2 separate regions of the Capra hircus genome follow, and region 1 is linked to region 2. A link is a contact called in public Hi-C data. All regions are on one chromosome and are shown on one strand. The core of a region is the stretch at or near the end of the contact, and the rest is flanking DNA. Distances in the headings are between cores, read along the strand shown.

Region 1 (6,451 bases), core at 1,401-3,900, 66 kb after region 2:
AAGGTACTGGTTCGCAGGGTGAGAGTCTTGGGTTGAAGTCCCATTCTGGCACCCAGGTGTTAGCAGGGTGCTCTGGGGCCTCTGGGGAAGCTTTTGGACAGGATGGTCTTGCAGGCTCTCCCCTTCAAGGATGTGGTTTGATGACTGTCCAAGGGCCTGCAGTTAGCTTGGGGGCAAGCTGGCTGTTCGTGGTTTGCTGGGCCACAAGGTGAAATCCAGCCTACAACGGCTCCAGGTGGCTACCACATCCTGATGTGGCTTCCGCAGAGAAAGCAGAGAGTCTGTCTCCTTTGGTTGATGGCAAATGTGTTTGAGGGGTGTGTGGAGAGGGGGCCGGGAAGCACAGCAGGGCTGGAACTGATGTCATTCGGCCAGGCTGCTTGGGAAGATGTCATATCCCAACCCCTCGGGAAGGCATTGTGGGGAGAGCCCTGCCAGCCCATTAAAGCCCCTGTAATTCAGGCCGTCTGCCACCCCTCACCCCCCACCCTCCACCATAAAACCAGCCAGTCTCCTCCAGATTCTGGTTCTCCAGATGGCCTTAGAACCTAATCAGAGCCAGACCCCTCCCTGGCCCCTTCCTCTTCCACTGGTCTGGTTATAGCCTTTGGCCATCTTGGCTTCCAGCCCCTTTAACCCCTTCTTCCCTGGCTTCCTTCCTTCTTCTGAGATCTCTGTTCTGCAGCGCCTTCACCACCCACTCCCCCAGATGAGGGTCACACAGAGGACCCCATTCAAAGCCAAGTGTGATGTCTTGAGAGACTCTATTAATAGGTTGGGATGAGAGGCCAGAGCTCCTCCCCTCGGGAAACCCCTGACTTGCCATGTGGCTTCTGGAAAGTCATTTAACCTTGTGGAACCTCAGTTTCCCTATCTTTGGCAACCAACATTTACATTTTAATAAAGAGCTTTCAAAAATGTTTTTCACCTGCAGAGCCTCATTTAATCTTTCAAAAGATAATTATGTTCTTTTAATTACTCTCACAGGAAGAAGTTCATGAGAACGTGGGTTGTGGAGACTAGGAGGGAATACGTGGGTGACCAGTTACTCTGCCAGGCTGGGGAGGGGTCCCCACAGCAGGTGTCACGAGCCTCTCTGCAGGACGGTCAAGGCCTTCTGGGGGAGCGGGTGTGTGCTTAGTCGCTCAGTTGTATCTGACTCTTTGCCACCCCATGGAATGTAGTCCACCAGGCTCCTCTCTCCTTGCGTTTTCCAGGCAAGAATACTGGAGTGTGTTGTCATGGGAGGGGGCAGAATTTCCTAAAAGCTGTTCACCCTTGAGGAGGTCATACAGCATCCAGGGGGCCACAGTATGTGAGTCCACACAGAAAGTGACCTCCAGGCCACTCAGCTTAACGCAACGGAGTGAGGCATGGGTAGCGACAGGCCTTGTGCTTGCCGGCAGTCACCGCCCATCCCCTCCGAAGACAAAACAGGAGGAAAGACAGTAGATAGTAGCAGCAAGGATTGAGGTCAGACTCAGGAAAGTGAAAGCGTTAGTCCTATCCGACTCTTGGTGACCCGGTAGGTGAGGTAGCTCACCAGGCTCCTCTGTCCATGGAATTCTTCAGGCAAGAATAGCGGGTAGGTTGTCATTCCCTTCTCCAGGAGATCTTCCTGAACCCAGGGATCAAATCTGGGTCTCCTGCATTTCAGGCAGATTCTTTACCAATGAGCCACAGGGAAGCCCCTCAGACTCACCAAGTGAAAGTGAAAGTGAAGTCGCTCAGTCGTGTCCGACTCTTTGCCACCCGTGGACTGTAGCCCACCAGGCTCCTCCGTCCATGGGATTCTCCAGGCAAGAGTACTGGAGTGGGTTGCCATTTCCTTCTCCAGGGGATCTTCCCGACCCAGGGATCAAACCCAGGTCTCCCACATTGCAGGCAGACGCTTTAACCTCTGCGCCACCAGGGAAGCAAAATCTCCTATAGAGACACAGAACTTCAGATCCAAATACTAACATCAAAGATTTCAAGGGAGGAAAGGAAGCCAGGTTGAAAGAAGAAGGGGGAGGAGGCAGGAGGGGGGGTGAAAAGGGTGGTCTTACAGACGTCTCCTGCCACCTACAGATACCCAGGCGTTATGGGACTTTTCCCTGGGCCTCCAGAGAAGGGAGGACTGGAACTCAGCCCTACCAGAAATCAGACCAGACCAGAACCAGAATTCAAGTTCTCTGCCAAGAGGAGGTGATCAGTTTCCAATCTTCAGCTCAGGTTGAGGGCCCTTCGACCAGATTCCTGCGTCCAGGACCAGGGGACTAGAAAAACAGGGAAGGATAGGAAGGGTTAAGGAGAGGAAAGGGAGAGGGAAGGGGAGAGAGGTCAATAAAGTCTCTTGTTCCTTACCGGTCGGGACACTTTGGCCAGTTGTCCGCGTCAGGAGGAGACCAGGGACAAAAGGGTCCCAGTTGCAGCCGCTGGGTCTGGCCCATTGGCAGGCAAGCTGGCCCTTGAGTGCCCCGAGTGGTCAGGATGTCAGTCTCAGCGAAGAAGAGTCCCCGCCAGAGTTGCCATTTGTTACAGGAAGGGGGACCCCTTCCAGGGCCTGAAACTGGGCTCTTGTCTAACACACGAAAATGAATTGTCTGAGGAGACACATGTGCTCACCAAGGGCGCTGTCAAAGGGAGCCTCGACAGCTGGTTGAGCAGGGCTGTGGCGACACCCTGTGGTGGGAATGAGGAACCACAGTTTGGTTCCCCGGGCTCGCTGATGGGGTAAAGCAGGGACGCGGCTTATTTGAGCTCACACCTGTGCTGGACAGGTTCTTTCCCCAGCTAACTCTTGAATCTCTGAACCGCCCGCTCCTCTGTGTTCACTCTGATGTTCAATTATACCGCCTCTCTCCTCAGCTTTAAGACAGCCTTCCCTGGGCCAAGTGCAGGGAGGAGAGTGAGGATTCAGTCGTCACTCCACAGGCCAGAGCTAATGACCAGCAGGAGGGATTGCAGTTAGATACCAAAGGGACTTACTGGGTGGAAGATGGCTCCATGGTGGCAGAAAAATCCTTCTGCCTAGGTCAAGTTTGGTGACAGAAGGTAAAGGAAGGGGACAGGCTGTTTCCTAGGGTGTGGAGATGACCACCTCAGGCTGGTCCCTTTGCCAGTGGCCTGACACAGCTGCTCTGATGGATGAGGTGCACACAGCAGGCCAAGCAGGCATTGCCTACCTAGTCCTCAGCCCTTATATGTCAAGGCCAAGCTCTTCTCAGCACCTTGGTGTAGCTTCCTCCTCCAGAGTCCTTGCACCACAGGCTTGCTAAGGACGCTGACTCAGGCTGGGAGCTGACCGGGAGGGGTGAGCTGGGTGTCTTACACTGGGTGAGGGTAAGGCTGCTGAGCTGTGTGGGTTGTGGGTCACAGTAACAAGACTAACATTCACCATGCCCTCTCCTGTGCCAGCAGCTGTGTGCCCACAATCGCTCACAGTGACCCTATGTGGTCGCTCTGTTATTTCCTCCACTTTACAGATGAGAGAGTGAGACACAGAAATTAAGGAGCTGGCACCAAGCCACACAGCTGGAAGATGGTGGGGTCACGATCTGAGTGCCCAGCCCGCACGTGTCACCATTACACCTGCCTACCAGGTAGGATGGGTGGGCTGGACCAGGAGTGGGGCTGCGGGGTCAGCAGAGGCAGAGCTGGAGCAGGAGAGGGGGCTCCAGCTCTTGGTGGGCAGCGGGGTTTCGGGGAGACGGGAGTGGGCTGCAAGAGAGGGAAAGGCGGCCGAGGCACTGGGTCCCCCGAGAGAGGCTGAGCACTCTCGCTCAGAAGGGCTCCAGGTGGTACAGTCTCACCGGCCCAAGAGCAGAGTTCCCACCTGTGGGGAGGGCACACCCATGTTCCAAGAATGAGTTACAGGTGTTTTAAGACAGACCTCTCCCCCATCCCATCCTCCAGATGGTCGCAGGTTCCTGGGGGACCTGCTGCCCCTCCCCCAGCATAGCCTCTGGCTGGAAGCAGCCTCTCACTTAACTTCAGTGGGCCACGCCATGCCCCACGTCATCACTTTCACACGTGCCGGGCTGTGATGAAGTTCGGAAAGCTCTGGCTTAGCCAGGAGCCCTCATGGTCTCTGAATCGTTCCAGGAGCTCAGAGCAGTAGATGCTGCGTCAACAGCCGCCACTACGGCTTCTCCGGTGCCAGGCACAGACAGCCATCCCTACACCGGAGCGCCTGGAGACCCTGTGCGGTGGGTGGGGTTGGGGAGGACTGGCTGCCAGGGTGGCGGTCTGCCCTGGAGTTGAACTAGTTGAAGTCCACGAAGCTCAGGGAATCTCCCGTGGGAAGCTTGTTTCCTTCATCCAGCACCTTCTAGCTGCGTGAACCTGGGCAGGTGACCTCCCTGGGCCCAGATTCCTCATCAGGAAAATGAAGATAAGAACCCCCACCCACCTCCGGAGAGTACTTGTGAGCATTAAATGAGCTTTCCAGTCTTGCTTTGGGCCAGCCGATGGTTGGCGTCAGGGATGGAAAGTGAGGGAGTACACCGCGGGGCCTGTGGGCAGAGACAGGAGGGGAGCCAGAGGCCGGGAAACGGACCTAGAGACAGAAACCTAGGTATTTAATGAATGAATGGGGCTGGACACAGAGCCGGTGCAAAGCGCACCACCGGTAAAAAAAAAAAAAAAAAAAAAAAAAGAAAACAAAAAAACAAAAACAAAAACAAAAAAAAAAACCCCGCTGGACCTCCCTTTAGAAGAGGAACGATCCACATGCTCCCGGCGAGCTGCTGGACGCCGGAGTTCAGAAGCCCCCTCTGCCTCCCTGTTCGGTTTGTCAGTCTCCTCACCCCTCCCAAACTCTTTCGGGAGCCCAGACAAAACGTCCTGGAGTCTGGGCCCCTGCCACCCTGGGACGCTCACGCGGCAGCAAACTCAGGTCCCCGATTCGCCCGTCGCGGGAGAACCCGAGGGCAGACATAAGCCCCATTCCGTCGTTGGGGGATGAAACAGGCCTCTGAGAGGGGCGGGAGCAGCCATCAAAGCCGAGCGAGCCGGGGCAGGTCTGGGAGACATGAGAGCCTGGGCGCCGCCGGCTTCCCACCGCGGCCGTCGCTCCCTCGTGCACCGTCCCGACCTCGCCACACGGGGGCGCCCGGCCTGCCGTGCCCTCCGCTCTGCCTTCTCTCCGCCTTTTAACTCCAGAGATGAGGCCACCCCTACTTGGGTGGCGGGCTTCCCTGGTGGCTCAGCTGGTAAAGAATCCTCCTGCAATGCGGGAAGATCCCCTGGAGAAGGGAACGGCTACCCACTCCAGTATTCTGGCCTGGAGAATTCTATGGACTGTATATCCCATGGTGTCTCAAAGAGTCGGACAGGACTGAGCGACTTTCACTGCTTGGGTAGCACTTTTACAGCTTTGGGGAGCACCTTTTGCTCCATTTGACTCATTTGCTCTGCATCATGAACTGAGGACATATGAGGATGCCACTCAGCGATGTCAAGTGGCCCCTTTGTTCAATAAGCACCCGTGGTGTGCTAAGCTCTGAGGACACGAAGACCCCAGCTGCACTTTGCAGGGCGTGGGGCTGTCTTAAGAACGGAGGTCTTATTCCTGAGAGCAGTAAGGAGTGCTGGAAGAATTTAGGTAGGCCAAGCATGTGAAAAAGGGAAGCAATGGCAAGTTCAAATGTATGTTTCAGAAAGATCCCCTGGCTGCTGCATGGAGAATGCTTTGAAGTGAGCCAGAAGCATTGTGGGGAGAGCAGCGGGAGGCTCCTGAGAAGTCCAGGGTCACACAAATGCAAAATCCAGTGGAGCATCTCAAGAGTCCTGTGGGACAACATTAAGCAATCTAGCATGAATGTATCTGGAGCTCACGAAGGAAAGGAGAGAGAGAGAATGGATACGAAAAACATTTAAAGAAATAATGGCTCAAAACTGTACAAATTTAGTGAAAGACCTCAATTTAGAGACCTAAGAAGCTCAGGGAACCCTAAGCAAAGTAAGCATATGGAAAACCACATGTAGGAACAGATGATCAAGCTGCTAAACCCCAGAGTATAGAAAATATACTAAAAACTTTGTGAGAGGAACAGTGATACAGGGGTGGCCAACTTCTCATAAATGATGGAGGCCAGGACACAACTGAGCAGCATCTTCAAAATGCTGGAAGAGAAAAGAAAAAAAAAACCCCTGCCAACTCAGCATTCAGCAAAATTGTTCTCAGTAATGAAGGCCAACTGAATGAATTTTAAGAAACACTAAGTGAATTCATTAACCATCACATGTAACACTACAAAAAATGTTAAAGGAAGTTTTTCAGATGGAAAGGAAATGATACCAGATGGTAACACAGATTTATATGAAAAATTAAGATTATTAGATATGATAAATATGTGGGTATAATACAGAAGACTATATACATTATTTTCTTAAATTCTTTAAAAGACATATGACTATTTAAAGCAAAAATTATAATACTGTGCTGAGGGGTCTGTTACATATGTAG
Region 2 (6,501 bases), core at 637-3,136:
TTTGGTGCTCAGCTTTATAGTCCAACTCTCACATCCATACATGACTACTGGAAAAAACCCATAGATTTGACTAGATGGACCTTTGTTGGCAAAATAATGTCTCTGGTTTTTAATATGCTGTCTAGGTTGGTCATAACTTATCTTCCAAGGAGCAAGCATCTTTTAATTTCATGGCTGCAATCACCATCTGCAGTGATTTTAGAGCTCAAAAAAATAAAGTTTGTCATTGTTTCTACTGTTTCCCCATCTATTTCCCATGAAGTGATGGGACCAGATGCCATGATCTTAGTTTTCTGAATGTTGAGCTTTAAGCCAACTTTTCCACTCTCCTCTTTCACTTTCATCAAGAGAATGGGAAAGTCGAGAGATCTCTTCAAGAAAATTAGAGATACCAGTCAAAATAGCCATCATTTAAAAGTCTACAAATAACATGCTGGAGAGGGTGTGGAGAAAAGGGAATCCTCCTACACTGCTGGTGGGAATGTAAATTGGTACAGCCATTATGGAAAACAATATGGAGTTTCCTCAAAAATCTAAAAAATATAATTGCCATATGATCCAGCAATCCCATTCCTGGCCATGCATCCAGACAAAACTCTAATTTAAAAAGATACATGTACCCCTATGTTCACAGAAGCACTATTTACAATAGCCAAGATATGGAAACAGCCTAAATGTCCACTGACAGGTGAATGGATTAAAAAAAAAAGTGGTACATGTATCAGTGGAAGACTACTCAGTCAGAAAAAAAGAATTAAAATGCCATTTGCAGCAACATGAATGAACCCAGAGATGATCATACTAAGTAAATCAGGAAGACAAATACCATATAATATCGCTTACACGTAGAATCTAAAATACAACACAAATGAACGTATCTACAAAACAGAAACGGACTCATGGACATACAGAACAGACTTGTGGTTGCCACGGGAGCAGGGATGGTGGGGGAGAACAGATTGGGAGTTTGGGAGCAACAAATGCAAACTAATATATATATGTGTGTGTGTGTGCAACTGAGTCACTTTGCTGTACAACAGAAACTAACTCAACCCTGTAAATCAATTACAGTTCAGCGAGTGTGTGCTGCGTTCACGCCCGCCTCTTCGTGAGAGCAGAGACTGTGGCCCGCCAGGCTCCTCTGTCCATGGGATTCTCCAGGCAAGGATACTGGAGTGGGTTGCCATGCCCTCCTCCAGGGGAGCTTCCCAACCCGGGATCGAACCCGGGTCGCTTATGTCTCCTGCATTCTTCTTTACCATTAACAGCACCTCAGAAGCCCTAAACTAGGAAAAAAAAAACAACAATAAACCTATTTCCAGGATTCGATCCCTGGAGTGGTCTGGCTCAGAATTTTCATCGATCTCACGGTGTCTTTTACTGCTTACCCACCTGTGTCTGTCTCATCTCAAGTGCAGAAGTTTTGTCATAGCTCTTCCTAGTAATAGCCACCCCCAGCTACATCCTCCCCTCTCCCCCGCCAAGACTGAGCACACGGTAGGTGCTTCAGGAGTTGTCCCTAGACGGGCTGTCCCCAAGACGGTTCCCTGGACAGGGACACCGTCTCCTGACACCAGGTGGCAGCATTGGCTAAAAATTCTCTCAGAACTCTGTGTCTAGAGCTGTCAGTCAAGTAAAAATTTAAACTTTTATTTCTGGTACAAATGATAAATATTTTGCATTAAAAATCTGGAATTCAAGTTTTCCTCATACTTCATGCTCCCTCCCTGTCCCAGAACCTTACAAAAATATTTCCGTTTAGAGGAAGCAAGCCGGCACCTGCTCCCTCGGCAAAGTCCAGGTTTGCAGAAAGGCACGTACGGTCTGTGTCAGGGTGGGGACGGCGGCCTCAGAGGCCAGAGTGAGAGGAAGGCGTTGAGATCCGTGCTTGGGGCTGTGCCCCCTCTGGTGCAATGATTCTTCCCCTCCTTGCTGCACAGTGGGACGGTGCACAGGGGCCAGGTCCTTCCCAACGGTGGGGCAGGGGTTGTGTGTAGGGAGGTGGGTACGACAGGCACAGACACCTTTCAGGGTCTAAACCTTAGAAGAGTTAAACAGGAGAGTCACAGGCCGTCACATTTTGGGTGCTTGAAAGTGAACACTTCAGGGAGATGGAGGAGGGGAGGCAAGCTTGGAGAAGCCCCCTTCTCCCTGGGTCCCCAAGGAAGGCACGGGACAGGAGTGGGGGCTGCCTTCATGAGTTAACCCTTGCCACGCCACACTCCTTCACAGTCATGGGTGAGGGGGCCAGAGGCTCCGGGATTAGGTGATGGAAGGAAGAGCAATAAGGCCTCGGGTGTCGGAGGTGGGGGGGGGCACCCCCCTGGCGGCTGGGGGAGGGGCAGTGGGTCCCGGGCAGCTGCCTCGGGGACCACCCCTCGTGCCAGCCTGGCTAGGGGTCCTCATCCCAGAGGCACAGCTGCTTCTGGGGCACGTAGAAGTCGAAGCTATAGCTCTTCTGGCAGCTGCGGATGCCGCACTTGTAGGGCGCTGGGCGGTCGCGGCTGTGGCAGTACTTGAGCATGCAGGGGTACCAGGCCAGGCTCAGACCATAGCGGCAGACGCAGGGCCTCCCACGGTCCCCCGCCTGCCCGCAGCGAGGCAGCAACACCTGCTCCCAGGCCTTGGGGAGAGCCTCGAACACGGAGCCATCCACACCTGGGAGAGAAGGCGGGGGTCAGGGGGTGCGGGGGCCTCCCCACATGGCCCCTTCGGGCATCCCAGCACCCCCACAAGCTAAGCGTTATCACCCTTGTTTTACAGATGAGAAAACGGCCCAGAAAGGTTATTGGCCTGGTTGACGTCACACAGTAAGCAGGGACTCAGGACTGTCTTGACTTCAAGGCCTCCACTTGCCCCTGCCAGTGCTACGCCACCCTACGCTTAAAACCATTACTGCGCTGGACATGATGGCACAGAGGCGTGGGGAGGAGGAGCAGGAAAGCAAGGGAAGCTTCTAAAGGAGGTGGTATCTGAGGAGGGCCAGGGAGGGAAGGGCCAGCACAAACGTGCTGGGGAAGTCAGGGTGGCCAGCACACAGGGCACACACGGGCGGGGTGCTGGGGGCACAGAGCAGCGACCTAGCCCAGGCTCGGCTCAATGACCACGGGAGGGGCCAGCCCCTGGTCCCTGAGGGACAGCATGTGGCTTCCACCTTGGTCTGGGGTGCAGCCCACAGGGGAGCGGCAGGTGCTGTCGGGGGCACGGCCACAGCTCTGTCGGGCATTTCTAAATCCAGTGGTGCCCTGGGAGGAGCAGGCATTTCTCTTACGCTCAGCCAGCCAGGCAGAAGGACCAGGGACCTGGCGTTGGAATGGTGACATCTCTCTGCCCTCCCTACAGAGAGGAGCCGAGGATAGGGCTGGGAAAGATGACCGGGAGATGGGCCAGGTGTGAGGTCACATAGGCCAGGAAGGCAGGGACCACACCAGGATGGGAGGCGTTCTCAAGGGTACTGGGGGAGAAACGCTGGGTCCCCAGAAGGTGTGAAGTGAAGGAGTGGAGCTGAACTCTTGAGAGGCAGCAGCAGAGGTAGCCAGGTGGGAACGGGTGTCTTTGGGCCCCATCCAGACCCTGGTTCCTGCGCATGTCCTCGGCAGGTTTCACCTGTGTTCTCACTCAGGGCACAGATGGGGCAGGGGGTGGAGCTGCCGGGGGAATTCCCTCCCCAGGGCCTAGAAGAGTCACCGTTCTGCGTGTTCCTACATGGAATCGATCCCTTTCATTGACTCCCCTTAATAAAGAGCCTCACAGGCGCCACTTCCTCCAGGAAGCCCTCCCTGACCAGTCCCAGCTGGGTGGAGAACTCCCGTATCTCATCATTGCTCCCCATCATATTCGAGGTGATACAGCAGTGGGCCGCACCCAGCTGACCTTGCTCCAGCCAGAACCGGACGTCCTCCTGGCGGGTGTAGATGGCATCCACGGCCTCGGCACACACGTTGCGGAGATGGGGGCTCAGCAGCGCCCCCTGGCTGAAGTTGACGGCGATGTCCATGTGCATTCGCTCTGGCCCCCGCACCTCCTCAGCCTGCCGGACTGCCCGTGGGTTTTTCTGGGTGGAAGAGAAGAGTTGTTCCCACCCGGCCTCAGTCAGCCCCCTGCCCACTCTTTCCCTGGTCGCTGATTGTCAGACAAGCCCAGGCTGGCTGCCTTCAGATCCTTGGGGCCACCTACAGGGTGACAGTCAGGGGGAACCAGCCCCCCTCCAAACGGTGGAAAAGCTGATACCCAAGGCACCGTCGAGCCTTTTCAGCCCGCCACTGAGCTGACCTCTGAGACCTAAGGGAGAATTCTGACATGTTGCTGGGGGGTGGGGGGTGCTGTTGGTGGGCAAGCCAGGCCAATTGTCCCAGGGTCAATGACCGCTGGCGTCCTGTACTTCCCAATATCCAGGTAACTGAATCTCTCTGGGAAAAGCAGACAGAAGGGTGGGACCTAGGACAGGTCCTGCTGAAGAGTTTAGGGGGCTTACCCGAGGCTGGCGAGAGGCCCGGGGTCAGGGAAGGGACTGGGAGCAGGCAATAGGCTGAGGGGTTCCAAAGCTGCGTTGAACACTTTACATGCTCCATCCCACTTAATTCTCACTGTAACCCATCTCTCACTAAGAAAACAGGGGCTTTGAGGGACTTTCCTGGAGGGCCAGTGGTTAAAAACGAGCTTCAAATGTAGTGGGTATGGGTTCCATCCCGGGTTGGGAAACTAAAATTCCACATGCCCTGTGGTGTGGCCAAAAAACAAAGAAAATAGGGACTTGGAAGGGAGGTGATGTGTCTAGAGTCACCCAGATGGTGAGTGGTGGTGCCACAGCTGAAGGCAGATCTGACTTGTCTCCATCATAAACGGGGAGGGGCTGAGGTTGGGGGCAGGAGGAACTTGAGAGATAGGGGTTCGGTGCAGATTAGGGATCTGGGGTTATGGGATCAGGTGTGGCCTGGGGCATAATCAGGGGGTTCAGGATTAGAGGCTGAGTGTGGGGCCAGGGATTAGGTGGATGGGGCAGGGTGGGAGACTGAGGCTGGGGCGGGTGGGGTCCAGGCCAGAGCTTAGCTGCAAGGGTGCATGCGGGCTCTGGGGCAGGCCTGGGGTGGGCACTCACCTGCCGGAGCTTGGCCATGGCCTCGCTGGGAATGATCTCATTGTGGTGCAGCCGGGTGACGAAACAGAGAGCCTGGAACTGACTCTGCCCCTTCTCCAGCTCCCCCAGAATCAAGGCCCGGAAGATCTTCACATCCTGATGGGGAAGGGCAGAAGGATGGGGGCTGGTTGGAGGGGGTGAGGTCTCACCAGTCCCCCCCCACACACAGTGCTCAGCTCAGACTGCCCTCCCTCAGGGGACACAGGCCTGGACACTGTCCTGCAATGGATACCTCCCTCCCGCTGTCCTGGGAATTTTTTTCTTTCCCATTTAAACCCGTGACTTAAAAGAACACACCCCAGATGTTCCAAAGCCTTCTGGAAAATTCACATAGTGTACCGCTAGAAAGCTTTCCAAAAACAAGGCTGTTTAAAAGTACGGAACTTCACCTTAAAGGAAACCACCCCTTTGGTACCTGGTTCACTCACAGCTGATGCTTCCCTTCTGTGGCACCCCCGTGTTCCCTGATCAGGGTGAGTCAGGGCCCCTACGACCACCTGACCAGGGTGTCACAAGGCAGAGGCTGCACGTTTTATAAGCACAGATTTCAGAGCTCCTCTCGCTGACTTTCCCATTCAGTAGGTTTGGGGAGAATGCCCCCAGTGCTCTAGTCATCCAGGCTCCTAGACACCAGCATCTCAGATGAAGGTGGCGGAGTCAGGATGGGGTTAAGGGCAGACACAGCAGCAGCTGTTGCCAAGGGTGCTGCGATGGCTCACCTTTCCCCTTCCCTCCCCACTTCCCCTTTCCCCATGGGGTTACTAATGGCCTGACCAGCAGGCCAAGGGCTCCTTCCTGTCACTGACTCACCGTGTGAATCAGGGAGGCCAGAGAGGGGCAGAGGAAGAAGGGAGAGGGGCTGTGGGATGGGGTCCCCTTTCCAAACTGGCTGCTGAAACCCTGGGCACCCTAGGTATCCCTTGCTCCCACCCAGCTCTGTGCCTTGGCTAATGGCTCTCGATGAGACATCAGCAGGTCCCAGTCAGCAGTGGTCTAAGTGTGTGAAGATCCCCCCTGACTGGGAGGGACCCTGGTCACACTGATAGTTCCTCCAGGAACCCTAGTGGTCCTGCACCAACACAGAGGGTATAGAGCCTATATAGATACGAATCCTTCAATGACCGTGCCCTAGGCTCACTCACCAAACCTCTCGGTTCACTGAGTGCTTCCTGCCAACTGAAACGCTCTGAGAACAGGGTCTGAGGGGCCCCCCTGGATTCTGGTGTAGGCAGTGAGGGGCCCAGGGTTCCCCTCCAAGCCTGCAGTGTATTAGTGGCGTCCAGCTCACCTCCCAGTTTCTCTAAGCCTCGTTTGTAAAGTGGGGATGATGCCACTTTTACCCGCAGAGTTGTGGTGAGGACAGA

Evidence for each region. Hi-C and Micro-C count contacts between places; a contact is called where the count stands out from the background.
Region 1: a contact with region 2 is called in a Hi-C map of liver, with 5 times the contacts expected there. The contact joins two enhancer-like sites. A contact is called at or near these places in 2 of 5 Hi-C or Micro-C datasets (blood and liver).

The regions. Positions count from the first base shown.
Region 1 is chr15:51,622,676-51,629,126 of ARS1.2, forward strand. No RefSeq gene overlaps it. Among named protein-coding and RNA genes, the nearest start is that of TRIM29, 25 kb to the right of the region's middle. Within about 2 kb of position 2,651, at least 3 of the 5 cell types and tissues checked have an H3K27ac peak or open chromatin away from gene starts, as enhancers often do.
Region 2 is chr15:51,557,130-51,563,630 of ARS1.2, forward strand. OAF (out at first protein homolog) reads right to left here. Exons shown (of 4, transcript XM_005689554.3): 2 at 5,099-5,233; 3 at 3,874-4,054; 4 at 809-2,658. The coding sequence ends at 2,393. Among named protein-coding and RNA genes, the nearest start is that of POU2F3, 15 kb to the left of the region's middle. Within about 2 kb of position 1,887, at least 1 of the 5 cell types and tissues checked has an H3K27ac peak or open chromatin away from gene starts, as enhancers often do.